Linked DNA regions of Mus musculus: all the other regions are linked to region 3. The links are chromatin contacts, called in public Hi-C and HiChIP or PLAC-seq maps. All regions are on one chromosome and are shown on one strand. Each heading gives the region's core, a stretch centred on a gene start, on an enhancer-like site or on the middle of the called end of the contact. The rest is flanking DNA. Distances are from core to core; before and after follow the strand shown. Region 1 holds the start of Tpr (translocated promoter region, nuclear basket protein). Region 2 overlaps Odr4 (odr4 GPCR localization factor homolog). Region 3 overlaps Pla2g4a (phospholipase A2, group IVA (cytosolic, calcium-dependent)).

What was found. A called contact is a pair of places that touch in the nucleus more often than the background predicts. HiChIP or PLAC-seq counts read pairs in DNA pulled down with a chosen protein or histone mark.
Region 1: an H3K4me3 HiChIP or PLAC-seq map of bone marrow-derived macrophages shows a contact between it and region 3, with 5 times the contacts expected there. The contact joins the promoter of Tpr here to the enhancer-like site in region 3. A contact is called at or near these places in 19 of 39 promoter capture datasets (the 3T3-L1 cell line, 3T3-L1-derived adipocytes, the C10 cell line and 12 more), 4 of 484 Hi-C or Micro-C datasets (the C10 cell line, Sertoli cells, gonadal supporting cells and 1 more), 13 of 115 datasets of contacts at active chromatin or transcription factors (DN3 thymocytes, the NIH/3T3 cell line, acute myeloid leukemia and 9 more) and 1 of 9 other capture datasets (liver).
Region 2: a Hi-C map of bone marrow-derived macrophages shows a contact between it and region 3, with 14 read pairs. The contact joins two enhancer-like sites. A contact is called at or near these places in 16 of 39 promoter capture datasets (the 3T3-L1 cell line, 3T3-L1-derived adipocytes, the C10 cell line and 11 more), 2 of 15 datasets of contacts at CTCF or cohesin (large pre-B cells and pro-B cells), 79 of 484 Hi-C or Micro-C datasets (the AML12 cell line, B cells, the C10 cell line and 45 more) and 6 of 115 datasets of contacts at active chromatin or transcription factors (PVALB interneurons, bone marrow-derived dendritic cells, bone marrow-derived macrophages and 3 more).

The regions. Positions count from the first base shown.
Region 1 is chr1:150,390,680-150,394,998 of GRCm38.p6, forward strand. Tpr (translocated promoter region, nuclear basket protein) reads left to right here and starts at 2,159. Exons shown (of 52, transcript NM_133780.3): 1 at 2,159-2,334; 2 at 2,677-2,979. The coding sequence starts at 2,265. It overlaps Odr4 (odr4 GPCR localization factor homolog), which reads right to left and starts at 2,376. Exons shown (of 14, transcript NM_145511.2): 1 at 2,011-2,376.
Region 2 is chr1:150,369,361-150,373,961 of GRCm38.p6, forward strand. It overlaps Odr4 (odr4 GPCR localization factor homolog), which reads right to left. Exons shown (of 14, transcript NM_145511.2): 12 at 2,669-2,839. Among named protein-coding and RNA genes, the nearest start is that of Tpr, 21 kb to the right of the region's middle. Within about 2 kb of position 2,746, at least 3 of the 459 cell types and tissues checked have an H3K27ac peak or open chromatin away from gene starts, as enhancers often do. A contact at or near this core is called in bone marrow-derived macrophages, where this site is marked.
Region 3 is chr1:149,838,255-149,842,476 of GRCm38.p6, forward strand. It overlaps Pla2g4a (phospholipase A2, group IVA (cytosolic, calcium-dependent)), which reads right to left. Exons shown (of 18, transcript NM_008869.4): 16 at 3,910-4,105; 17 at 2,364-2,521. Among named protein-coding and RNA genes, the nearest start is that of Pla2g4a, 120 kb to the right of the region's middle. Within about 2 kb of position 2,802, at least 34 of the 459 cell types and tissues checked have an H3K27ac peak or open chromatin away from gene starts, as enhancers often do. A contact at or near this core is called in bone marrow-derived macrophages, where this site is marked.

The DNA.
Region 1 (4,319 bases), core at 909-3,408, 550 kb after region 3:
ACCTCTGAAAGAGCAGTCAGTGGTCTTAACTGCTGAGCCATCTCTCCAGCTCCCAGCTTTGGAATTCTTAGTACAGTGCTATAAGAAAAAACTCCCGCTGCTAGGCAGTGGTGGCGCACGCCTTTAATCCTAGCACTTGGGAGGTAGAGGCAGGTGGATTTCTGAGTTCGAGGCCAGCCTGGTCTACAGAGTGAGTTCCAGGACAGCCAGGGCTACACAGAGAAACCCTGTCAAAAAAAAAAAGAAAGAAAGAAAGAACTCCCTTGGGGCCAGAGTGGTGGCTTAACGGTTAGCAGCCCATGCTGCTTTTCCACAGAGCTTGGGTTCGGTTTCCAGCATCCAAGTCCAGAGGTGCACAAATGCCTTTAGCTGCAACTCCAGGAAATCTGACTCCCACTTCTCAAGTCTGCACACATGTAGCTTGTTCACACAAATATACACACCAAACGATAATAAATCCAAAAATCTTTTGAGAAAAGAAAAGAAGGAACAAGAGTCCCAGCCAGATATGGTGGTGCAAGCCTGGAATTGCTGTACCCTTGAGGATGAAACAGACTTGGCGCTTTGAGCTGGAGGCCAGCCAAAGCTATATAGTGAGTTCTGGGACAATCTGATCTAAAGAGTGAAACCCTGCCTGGAAAGACACAGGAAGAAAACAAAACAACAATAACAAATATAATTACCAATTGCCATGAGAAAGCAAAGTTACTTCTCACTCTTGGGATAAGGAAATAAGGATACCATTCAACACATCTAATTTCTTATTTTAGATCTACTCCTTAGCTGCATTCTCTATGACAATTTATTGGTGAACTTCGATATTCTTGTTTCTAAAATATGGAAGCTGAATTTCTGATTAGTTCATTAAGAGGAGAGAGACTCAAATTTGTTTACCCAATAGTGACTGTAAAACGACTGTTTTCTACAAATTGTGCAAGGTGGGAAGGCACAAATGTGTGATTGCTGCTATGAGACAACTCCTAATAACAGCCACTTAGGTAACCAGTCTGCAATGACAATTATCTATATTGCTTCAATTCTACACGGGACATTTTTCTAAGGACTTCACATGTATTGATATTTAATACAAATTCCTGCACGGTAAGTACTATTATTGTCGTCTCCGTTTTATACATAAAGAAATCAAAAAGAAATGTTAAATAACTCCTCCAAATGACTAAAGTAGTGAGTGTGAAAGGTGGGATTTAAGTTCTCTCAATCTGTTTTGCTTGCGGTGGCAATGATACTCAGCCCTTCAATTGAATCATTGCAGGAACATCTCCTGTTCTCATCTCCTGTCCTCTTCTTCAGCTTGTGAATTCAGTTATGAATCTCCTACTAATTTAATCCCTCCCATCCCCTTCATTAAGACAGAGCCTGACTCCTAACACAGGCTGTCCTGGAATGATAACCCCCCCACCTCTTAATCCCTGTAGCTGACACCACAGGCATGTGCTCTCCTTATTTTCAATCAAAAGGCAACAAATTCTTCCAGAAAAGTACCCAGCCATGAAACGAAGTACACGCTGATATTGCTGAGTCGTGTTCGGGAAACAGACATAGTTCTGTTACTGTGGCAAAATGACAAGTGTCTCAATAAAACTGTCCTAAAAATGTTAAAATTAAAAACGTCAACATCAGACATTTGCCTGCAATGTCATCTTACTACATAAACAACAAAATTTGATTTTTTTTCTGTTTAAAATATTAACCAGACTACTTTAATTTCGCACTAAGTCATTCGGTACCTCACACCCACAAAAGCATGTAGGTACCAGGTTTGACACTAAGCTAATCTCCTCCGAACAGGGCTTGAGTGTGCACCAGTGACTGACTGTTCCATATGGTCCCTAAATCCTTTCTTTTCTCCCCGAAAAGGAAGCTGGTGGTGCCCGGGTGCACACATATTCCTTGGCCGACTAACTTGATCTCAGAATGTGCACATGTGGCAAATAAATCCCTGGAGCTTTCTGTCAGCGAGAGAACTCGAGTTAGGGTACAAGTAGCTACCTTCAAAGGCCAGGTGCCACTCAGGTCCCCACGTCCACAGCCAATGATCTCATCAGAAAGCGACAGCAGAGACACTTCCTACTCCAAACGCGGGTCGCGGCCCCAACGGGTGCAGACTGATGACGCAAGCCGTCCCGCACCCATCTCCGCAGCTCTTCTACCCAAGCGAGGGAGGCCTGCACCCCGCCCCTCTCGGGGCACCGTTAAGATCGTGGCGGTAGCCCAGAGCCTGTCGAGACACCCTGCCGTGACCCATGACCTCTGGTGGCTCGGCTTCTAGAAGTGGCCACAGAGGAGTACCCATGACATCCCGGGGTTTTGACGGTAAGGTCGTCTTGCTCCTCCGGGATAAGGACGAGGGTGGCTGCGTACTTATGTAGCGCCCCCGCGCGGGCACTCGTCACAGCCATAGGAGGCGAGCCGGGGGCGGGGAGAAAGAAGGAAGTGGGGCGAGAGGTGCGGCCTGAGCGCGCGTAAGCGGGTGAGAAATACACTACATTTCCCAAGAGTCTCTGGGGCTGGAAACCGGTGAAATCCCCAAAAAACTGGGGCCGAGGCTGCTGTGAACTCGCTTTCCCAGCGTGCCTAGCTCCCGGTGGCTGCGTGCGCAGAGAGGGCGCGGCGGCGCGGCTCTGGCTGCACCTAACGCGGGACTCTCTTTCCCAGGGTCCCGCCGCGGGAGTCTCAGGCGGGCAGGCGCGCGAGAGACCGCGAGCGAGGCGGCGGACGGGGCGGCTCCGGCGGCTGGGCTCCGCGCTTCTCCTTGCTCCTTGGCTTCTCCTTCAGCCGCTGCGGCTGTTGCCGCGATCCCGGCCGACATGGCGGCGGTGTTGCAGCAAGTGCTGGAGCGCCCGGAACTGAACAAACTGCCGAAGTCGACGCAGAACAAACTTGAGAAGTTCCTGGCCGAGCAGCAGTCCGAGATCGACTGCCTGAAGGGGCGGCACGAGAAATTTAAGGTGGAGAGTGGTAAGTGTGGAGACGCTCTTCGCGCTCCGGTCTGGAGCTGGGGCCCGACCTCCTTTGCACGCCTGCCCTCTTCTCCCTGGTGAGGTGTTCAGGTAGCAGCTTCTCAGGCTCCATGTGCAGCGGAGGCCTTCTCTCTTCTCCCCGCTGTGTGGTTTAGATCGGGGGGCGGGGGGATCCTCCCCGATCTAAATCCACCTTCGTTTACCTCGGTTTCCTTTTACTAAGCGTAGTCTTCTGTGGAAACTCCTCAATGGGCCCACCGACAGAAACTGGAGAATTTGGCCCAGTTTGCACCAGATTTTTAGGACTATGCAATCCTAATCTAATGTTGTTTTGCTGTACTTTAAATGACAGTTAAGCGCCCCCCCCCCAGTTTGTTTGTTTTTAAACTGGATTTATAAGCCTTTACCCATTTCCCCCCTTTAGTGCCTTGTTTTAGTGTGTATAGCACCCTGTGATCTAATAATGCAGTAGATGGTCGCGATGAGGAATTTGTATACAAAAGGACGGTACTAGAAAGAGCAATGAAATGCGATAAATGAATATATGGTGGTTCTCCCAGAGCGTTGAGACTTGATAGGAAATATATAATAAAAATATCTGCTTGTACGTTCTTGTCGTTGCTTTTGTATAAGGAAATTAGAGACATAGCTTAAATATTCTTGGGAGAAAGAAAACAGTTATTTAAAAAACAGAGCCGGGCGGTGGTGGCGGCGCACGCCTTTAATCCTAGCACTTGGGAGGCAGAGGCAGTCGTATTTCTGAGTTCAAGGCCAGCCTGGTCTACAGAGTGAGTTCCAGGACAGCCAGGGCTACACAGAGAAACCCTGTCTCGAAAAAAAAAAGAAAGAAAAAACAGAATTTTTTGTCACATGTTTTGGTTTATCATTAATTGAGGGAATGGGGTCTATAGTATGGTAGATTGATTAGAAATTTCCACCTAATTTAATTTTTTTCTTCAATAAAGTGTAGTTATCAAGCAACGTTGATAAGTAAAAATATCCAGTTATTTTGTGACTCTTAAGAAGTTTGTATAATATACTGTATTCTGTTAATTAATTTACACACAGTCAATACTGAGTAATTTATATGTCCCAATAATGGGATGAAGTAGACAAATGCAGTCCCTTTTTGTGGGAAGTCTGCATGTTTATTTTTACAGAAATTTAGGCATCATTTAAATTATTTTTACATTAACCCCTTTAAAACAATGCACTTTTTAATTAAGTATTTTTATTTATTAGGTAACTTATATTTAAATGTTTAATAATCTCCTGAGATCTGGAGAAAATACAACCTTGCCTGCCTAGATGAAATTAATTTATGAACCCTCTTTTAGT
Region 2 (4,601 bases), core at 1,496-3,995, 530 kb after region 3:
TTGAGGGACATCTGGGTTCTTTCCAGCTTCTCGCTATTATAAATAGTGCTGCTATGAACATAGTGGAACATGTGTCCTTCTTACCGGTTGGGACATCTTCTGGGTATATGCCCAGGAGAGGTATTGCTGGATCTACCGGTAGCACTATGTCCAGTTTTCTGAGGAGCCGCCAGACTGATTTCCAGAGTGGTTGTACAAGCTCTACAACTTTTTTTAAATCTTACTGTTTAACAGTAAGTCCTGAGCTGATGACAGCTCAGTTGCATTTGCATAAAATGAATGAGGCTCTTAGTTCATCTCCACAAAGTATGTCATGATCCATCAGTGTCAGTCGCATACATCTCATGTTTGCCTGTCTCTTTATCACACCAAGATTCTAATCATGTTTTATGACTGACCTATAATTAGTGTGCATTAAGTACAGTTTCCTTATGATGTTAACACAATGAAACTGATTGAAACATTTCACTGTTAAAAGTACATGAATGTAGAATTAACTTGGTGAATTATTTTAAGAATGGCAAATCAGAGTATACTTGAGAAAGTAGTTTTTCTTTTATTTCTTTAAATCACTAACCCATTAAAAGATACATTTCCTAGCAAATACACAAATATCTTCAAGAGGCTTGTAGGCCTTCTGAAGCCAGTTCAGACCCTAACAGTTTTGGTATCACAGATAAGGAATTTCTGAGCTAGAGAAAGGATCCAAGGAGCTGAAGGGGTTTGCAGCCCCATAGGAGGAACAACAATATGAACCAGCCAGTACCCCCAGAGCTCCCAGGGACTGAACCACCAACCAAAGAGTACACAAGGGGGGACCCATGGCTCTAGCTGCATATGTAGCAGAGGATGGCCTTGTGGGACATCAATGAGAGGAGAGGCCCTTGGCCTTGTGAAGACTCGATGCCCCAGTGTAGGGGAATGCCAAGAAAAGGAAGTGGGAGTGAGTGAGTTAGTGAGCAGGGGGAGAAGGGGTGGATAGAGGGGTTTTCAGAGGGGAAATGAGGAAAGGGGATAAAATTTGAAATGTAAATAAAGAAAATGTCTAATAAAAATGAAAAAAAAAGAAAGGAAAAAAAGAGCAGAAAGAACATAAAGTTTAAAAAAGAAGAGAAGAGAAGAGAAGAGAAGAGAAGAGAAGAGAAGAGAAGAGAAGAGAAGAGAAGAGAAGAGAAATTCCCAAGCCAAAGGCAGGCAAATGGAGGGAAGGAAAAAAAAAAACTGTTATTTGGAAACTTTAACAAAGAGAATAAAAGTACTAAAAAAAAGTTAAAAAAAAAAAAACAAAACAAAGAGAATAGAGTCTGTGGGACTATTTGGTTCTAAAATATTTAGAACAGGTAGCCTCAACTTTAAAGCATAAATGCAGTCAGGAAGCAGTGCAAGCATTTTATTGGTCCATACTCTTGAATGAGTATACGTTACAGGAAGGCTGTTACTCAGAATAAGGAAGAATACTGTATACTCATTGTGGGATACAGATTTTTATACTAAAAGAGAAAAAGATGCATTACAGGAACTCTAAGGATCACACCAACATTTCTAGAGCCATTTAGTACCCAGTGGTTCTCAACCTGTGGGCCATGAACCTTTTGGGGGGAATGTACATATGAAATCCTGCATATTACATATTTACCTACGACTAACAGTAATAACAATGAACACTGTATTATTCCCTGATGGGAATTGGGAATTAAACAGAAATGAGTAAGAAATCAGAAAAGGACCTTTTAAAATTGCTACATTCAAATTTAATAAACATTCATATTCAAAAGTAATCCAGGCTGGAGAGATGGCTCAGTGGTTAAGAGCACTGTCTGCTCTTCCGAAGGTCCTGAGTTCGAATCCCAGCAACTACATGGTGGCTCACAACCATCCATAACGAGATCTGGCGCCCTCTTCTGGAGTGTCTGAGGACAGCGACAGTATACTTACATATAATAAATAAATAAATTAAAAAAAAAAGTAATCCAAAAATTTTCTACCAAACCACAAATTTCTAAAATAAGCTGTTTTTACTCAGCACCTATTAATATTTGCAAATAATTAATCTTATAACACTAAGAAATATGTTTGCACATTCCTCTATATATGCATTTTTATATCTTGTACTTACTACAAATAAAAAAGCCAATCAAGTTAAACCCTCCGAAGGTTAAGGTCAGACGTGCAAACAAAGCTTGCAGCACCCATGCGCTACACATCCAAAGGTCAGTGCTCTCTCCAAACCACCTTCATCTGACTTCTGGAGCTGCCCACCTGACTTTCCCGTCCTCCTTATACAACGAGGACATAAATGAAATGACAAACTACACAGAGAGAATTTTATAAAACAATTTGAGAAAAACTTTTCTCCCATTGAAATAAATATTTGGAAGCTACATATTTCCACACATTTAAGGCTGAATTTGTCTCACGAAGATTCACTTGCTGGACTAAAAAAACATTTGATGTGTTTAAAGTTTGGGTAAAGTTTCCAAAGAAAACAATCACAGTTTTGTTTTTTGTGTTTGTTTGTTTATGTGTAGAGATCTGTCGTGTGTGTGTGTGTGTGTGTGTGTGTGTTTACACATACCTCAGTTAATATTTCAAAGTATTAAACAGAATTAGCTTTAAAAAACAGGAAGGCATGGTTAGTTTAGGTGTGGTTTAAGCAAATTTTAATTACCTGTGTTTACTTCCTCTGCAATTTCCAAGTCTTCTATTTGAATCTCATGATCTAACATCTCTGAAAAATGGTCTCTGATTTCTTCAGCTGATTCATCACCAAACTTATAGTCACATAACATTACAGTAGATCCAGGAAGGGGAACAAAAACTCTCTGAGGAAGTTCATAATCTGAAAAGAAATACCATAATATTCATTTCAAAAATATAAAAATGTTGAAAAGAAGTTTGAAATGACAATTATGTCTTACTAGAAAGTAAGACATTGATAAATTGCTTTTATTGAGTTCTTTCTTTTGTCATTTCCCCTGGCTTCTTCAAAGGGCTCTAAGCAATATGCCTATGAAATATACACCCTTCCTTGCCTTTAATGAGGAGATATTGTTAATCACACGTTCTTATAGGACCCACTATGTCCTGTGATGGAATGCTCAGTCAATTTTATAACTCCCCAATGAATAGCCACCTTTTTGTTTGTTTTAATTTTGTATTGTGGATTTTATTGCCAACTTTTCCTTCATTTATGCATGCTCCAAGTCCAAACGAGGGGCTTCCCTGTCTCTGCCTCCCTTACAGTAAGAAGAGAAATCTATGCCACCACATCTGGCTTTATACTGGGTATTTGTGCTTGGGTGCAAGCACTTTTATCCAGTGAGCCATCTCCCCAGCCACCATGTTTCACCTTTCTTTGGATACTTGCAAATTAGACTATATGTTTCCAAATTCCTAAGATACTTACTAACTAGATAAATATAACTGCTATTAATCTCAAGATGAAGCTCTGACAAACTAACACAAAAGTAGACTTCATTGTAAAAAATAACCATTTTGTCTGCATCAAATATGATTAAAAAGCTATCAATATAAATAAAGATCAAGAAGAAAATTGGAGTTATTCTGTTAGCAATCTACACTTCCTCCTCAAGAAACTCGGGCTCCTTGAAACAGTTACAAAGAGAAGATGCTGGCGCATTCCTTAAGTTCACGGGGAACACAGTGACATAAACTAGATGATTTTTCCACTTTCAGTGTATGATCTCATTTGTGTAGAACCCAAGAATAATTTTACTCTTTGACCAGACTGCCTCCTAGTGTTAGGATTATATAACTGCAATTTGTAGCACAGCATGCAAAACCAGGATGGTATTATTTTGAACCAAACATACTAATTAAATCTTAAATTAAACCAAACATACTAATTAAATCTTAAATTAAAATTTCAAAAATGGTTTTAATATACATGGATAACTGATGTACAAAATTGTAAGTGCACTTCAAATTTGGATTCTAGATTTTCCTGAAGAAAAAAACGTTATAAAACTGAATGCCAAAGAATTGGTTACAATACATTTAATGACTCATTAAATTAGAAAGGGGAAACTACTTAAAATCAGAAATTCACTCACTAGCATAATAGTAGGAAAGGAGACACAGGGTGTAGTTTCAAAACGCAATCTTAATATTACTTTTGAGTATAAAATTATGTTAATTTGATAGCCAGGAATAGAAGGTGCCACTAGATGGAAGAAAAGGCATCAGTCTCCCACTGCGGCGAACCCTGCTAGCCACAGTGACAACTGGCCTGCAAGTCATGTCTACTAGTAAACTAGGCACTAATGTCATGAGAGTAACCAATCAGTTTCTCACTGGACTAAGAGCTGGCTCCACAATTTGAAAGCCATATCTAGTATCATGTTAGGGCAAGAACATGTGGCTGGTAGGCCATAGGCCCTAACTCAGACACTATTATGCTGGTAAATGGGCATCACATTTAACTGACTGCTATACTCTTAGATTAGTGACTCTCTCAACCAAGGAAGTCTCTTTTACAGTAAGTAACAACTAATGCAGAGATCCACAACTGGTCATGGTGCAGAGAATGAGAGACTACAGAATGCTCAGCACTAAATGGGGCATCTACACCACAGCCCATC
Region 3 (4,222 bases), core at 1,552-4,051:
TTAGCAGAAGCTATAAAAAATGTTGGTTTACACAAAAGGGGGTAGTTGCATGTGGAAACTCAGCGGTTATGACACCAAGCATGAAATCTGTACAAGCTCAAACCAGACAAAATCCTATCATATGGAGGCATGGGGGCAGTTATAAAGTTCTAGCTCTAGTACAGGAGCTATTGGCAACCAACAGAAGAGGGTTTTTTTTTTTTCTTTAAGGATATTACTCTTTCTAAAGGATAGTCACACAGCCAAGAGGATATTGGTGGCACTCATTGGACTTGACATACTAAATATATTAAAAACGAGACACAAAGATGGTGTGCATGGAATTGGGAGGCACATTTGGGGTAACACTGACTATGATGAAAATATAATATATAAAATTCTTAATTTTTATACATATCAAATATATTATTATATAATGCTTTGTTAATAGTTTGTGAGTATATAGCGTTTATTGATTTATAGTCAGGATGATTGTTTTGAAAATCAGTCTATTTTTGTTCAGGCTTTAAGGTTTTTATGTCTGCATCAAATAAACTACCTTGAGGAATGTTTGTAAGTATGTAAGTAGATACTACACAATAGCTTACAGCAAATGCTTTATCAGGTTTAATATAAATGGAACCTGAAAATAGCAAGAGAAACATAGTTGTTTAAAATACATATGTGAATTTGTATTCAAATATCTTTATTTCTAAGGGGATATTTATAGTTCTTACAATTCTATTTCTTTTCATTAAAGGATAATTTATCAAATTTAATATATTTTATCCCAAAGGTTATATGAGTCTATTCTTTTCAAAACAGAATATTAGGATCTCTTTAGCTCTCTTTTCTTTTAGTATTATTGAACTTTATAAAATACAGCCCTCCTTGTGGACTGGAGAGATGGCTCTTTAATTAAGAACACATACTGATTTCATAAATGCCTGAGATCCATTCGTATCACCCATGTAAGGTACTTTGTAATTGCCTGTGGCTCCCACTCCATGGATATCTGACACCTCTGGCTTCAGGGGCCGCCTATATTCACATGCCCCCTCCTACACACTTACATGAAATGAAATCTAAATAACATAAAACACAACATTATTTTCAAACTTTCTCTGTGTTTCTCATGTCACAAAATTCATGTCTCTATTTTCTATAAATTATAAGCATCACTACAGAAATAAGGTAGAATGAGGTTTTTAAATATTTACTCCCATGTAAGCTTTACTAAGCATCCCATGTAAGAGTTATTAAGCATCTGTTAAGCAAATAATGTGTTACAACTTTTGGTAAGTACATTGCATATTAGTCATTGCCTACTAGAAAATATGGGCAAAAAAGGAGGAATTTTAGAATTTATAGGAACTGGAGTTTATTAGAAATATTCTTGTATGATGACTAAATTGTATTGAATTTTGAAGTATTATGGCCACTGTGTCATGATTGCATTTGACCTGTCTTTAACTGTCTCAAGGAAAATGATCTAAAAAGCATGAACACTGATGGATGTCAGTTTTCCTTTAGCACAAATCTAGTTAGGTTCCACAGAAACAACACAGCCATGTGTTCCTTCAAAGTCTTCATAATTGACCTCCATAATTCATAATCCACAATCATTCATAATTTCCAAATAGATCACCAAATCATACATAATACACAACTCTAATTATCTTTCCTTTCTTGTTTTCTTTCCTAATCCAATGAGCTCAGCTTTTACAGGTGATAATAACTCGTTAGATGCTTTGATTGTGGCCCACAAGTTGATGATCTCAATCACACAACAGCACTATAAAAGGGTGCATTTAACACTAAGCAATCTCACAGACAAAGACTTTCAGGAGCAGATATGCTAGTGATAAGAATGTTTGATACTGCAGGGAAAGCCTTGCTTCAGAAGTCGATTTCACAAAGCACACAGGCTATCTCAAAGGCTGAAATGCAGGGGACTGGAGTATTTGGTGATACTGTCAAGATCTACAAGAACCAAACATTTGAAAACATTATGCCATTGCTGAGATGTCTGCAATAATGACATTCATGGTTACACTCTCTCCTGCCCATATACTGCTCTTCCTCTACTTCCCTCCTTTTATAAATTGTTTTTACCATTAAATGGATACAATACATATATATCAGGGAAGCTGAGAAGGAACACTTCCTTCACCAAACAATGCATAAAGTGTGGTTCTGATTAGCCACAGACAGTGATGTCCTTATTCATGACTTTTTAGTGTCTACTAGATGTTAGTGACATCATTCAGGAAAATAAGGCACCATGTTTTGCATATGGTCACCTCAGAGCCATATCTGTCTTCTTAATGAATTCATGTGTAGGCTAAGGAGTTTCCATGTTATCTGCTGTGGTAGATACTCACATCAATGTTGTTCAGTGTGTTGAAGTACATCAAATCGTGAAGCCTTTTGAATGCTTGATTGGGATACTGAAAGTTGAAGGTTGAAAATGGCGATTCGGGGTCATCAAAAATGTCAAAGTCAGCAATTTCTTTCTCTTCTTTGGTTTCCCTTAGAACACCTATATGCCAAAAAGAATATGCATCTTGCTTTTGAAAACTTAAAAAAAAATTCTCCAAAACATACAAAACAAGCATAAGGACAGCACAGAGAATCACCAGAAAGCCTGTGATTCTAAAAAATTACTCCATTCCCTAGTCAGCCACACTCAAGTTGGGAAGATACCCAGCTTCCGTGCCTGCTAGCGTGGGTGGGAAGGATGACCCCATATCCTGGGTTCCTGCCTTATAGCCTTCCCCAGATGGGTCACGTTCCTCTCTGAGTAGCTGGCATACAAACATGTGCTATGTTGTCTGTCTCCCTGCCCAGTATCACTTCCTCACTCCCTTACAAATAAACCCTCTGCACTTGAAGCTTGTCCTGAGAATCTTCCTCCGGGGAAATCCAAACCAAAACATTGAACCCTACTCAACCATCAGAAGTCCCTATACTTACCAACCTCTTGGTTTCTCCCCAAGAACTACCAGTAATAGAATATTATCTAGGTTGCTTTCAGTTTAAAATCAGGGTTTCAATTTGAAACTACGGTTTCAGTTTGAAAACGAAAGATGCTAGCCAGCCTTCTTTCTCCAGGATGAGACTTGCCTCACAACTCCACTCTCACTTCTTCTTTATCCTTCTGAGAAATCTAGGGAAAAACTTCCCTATATCCCATTACCACCCAGAGTTTGTGTGTGGTGGGTGGGTGGTAATTTCTAATCACAAAATGGAAAACTGCATCTTCTGGTTTGAGAAATATTTAGCAATTAAAGCCTTAAGAACGCCATACCACCCTGAATGCACCGGATCTCATCTGATTTCAGAAGCTAAGCCAGGTTAGGCCTGGTTAGTACTTGGATGGGAGAATGCTTTTTTTTTTTTAATGAGAATCTTTTAGGATGCATTAGAGTCTACCTACTCCTTCAGATATGAGAAAACAGAGTAACCATTTCTTGAATTAGATCTCCTTTGCTGTAAAATATAATGTGACATCCCAAAATGATCAGTTATGCTGTGGGTTTTGTTTTTGTTTGTTTGGTTTTTTTTTTTAGAGAGTTTTGTGATCAATTAATACTCCCAAAGAATTTTCCATGATTTTGATTTTCATGATTTCACAAAGTTGAAAGTCAAACTATTTAAAACATCCTTTATGAATTGGACACCTACCAAACCCAAGATGCTGGTTCAATGCCCTAATCATCTTTAGCTAAGATTGTCATTCTTCTTTCAGTTTCTCTATTATAAGGAACATGAATCTTGGGGTAAAAAAAGAAGGAAGGGCTTTGGGCTCCCAAGTCACTGCTGTTTGTCATGGTAAGAGGCGCATTCCCCACAGTCACAGTTCATGTGACAATCTCAGTGTAATAGCAAACATCCTACCAGCCAGACTTCAATTTTACAGAAACATACCTGGGGCCTTGTACTTTCTGAAGTTGATGTTGGCCAGAACAAAGTGGATAATGGTTGGGCAATCCTTCTCCACATCAGGATTCTTAGGTTTAAAAACATAGCATTCCTTTAATCCTTCCCGATCAAACACATAAGGATCGATCTTTGGAAAGGGAAGCTTGTTCATTTTCGCCCACTTCTCTGCAAGCAGAAGTTCCTGCAGGGAAGAGAAAGATGCGTTGAGAAATGTCCAGTCTTCATTCATTCATCTGGTCTGTCCATTATTCTACATCCATTTTCTGCCAGCAGTTGCTAAGATAAAAAAGAAAAAAAA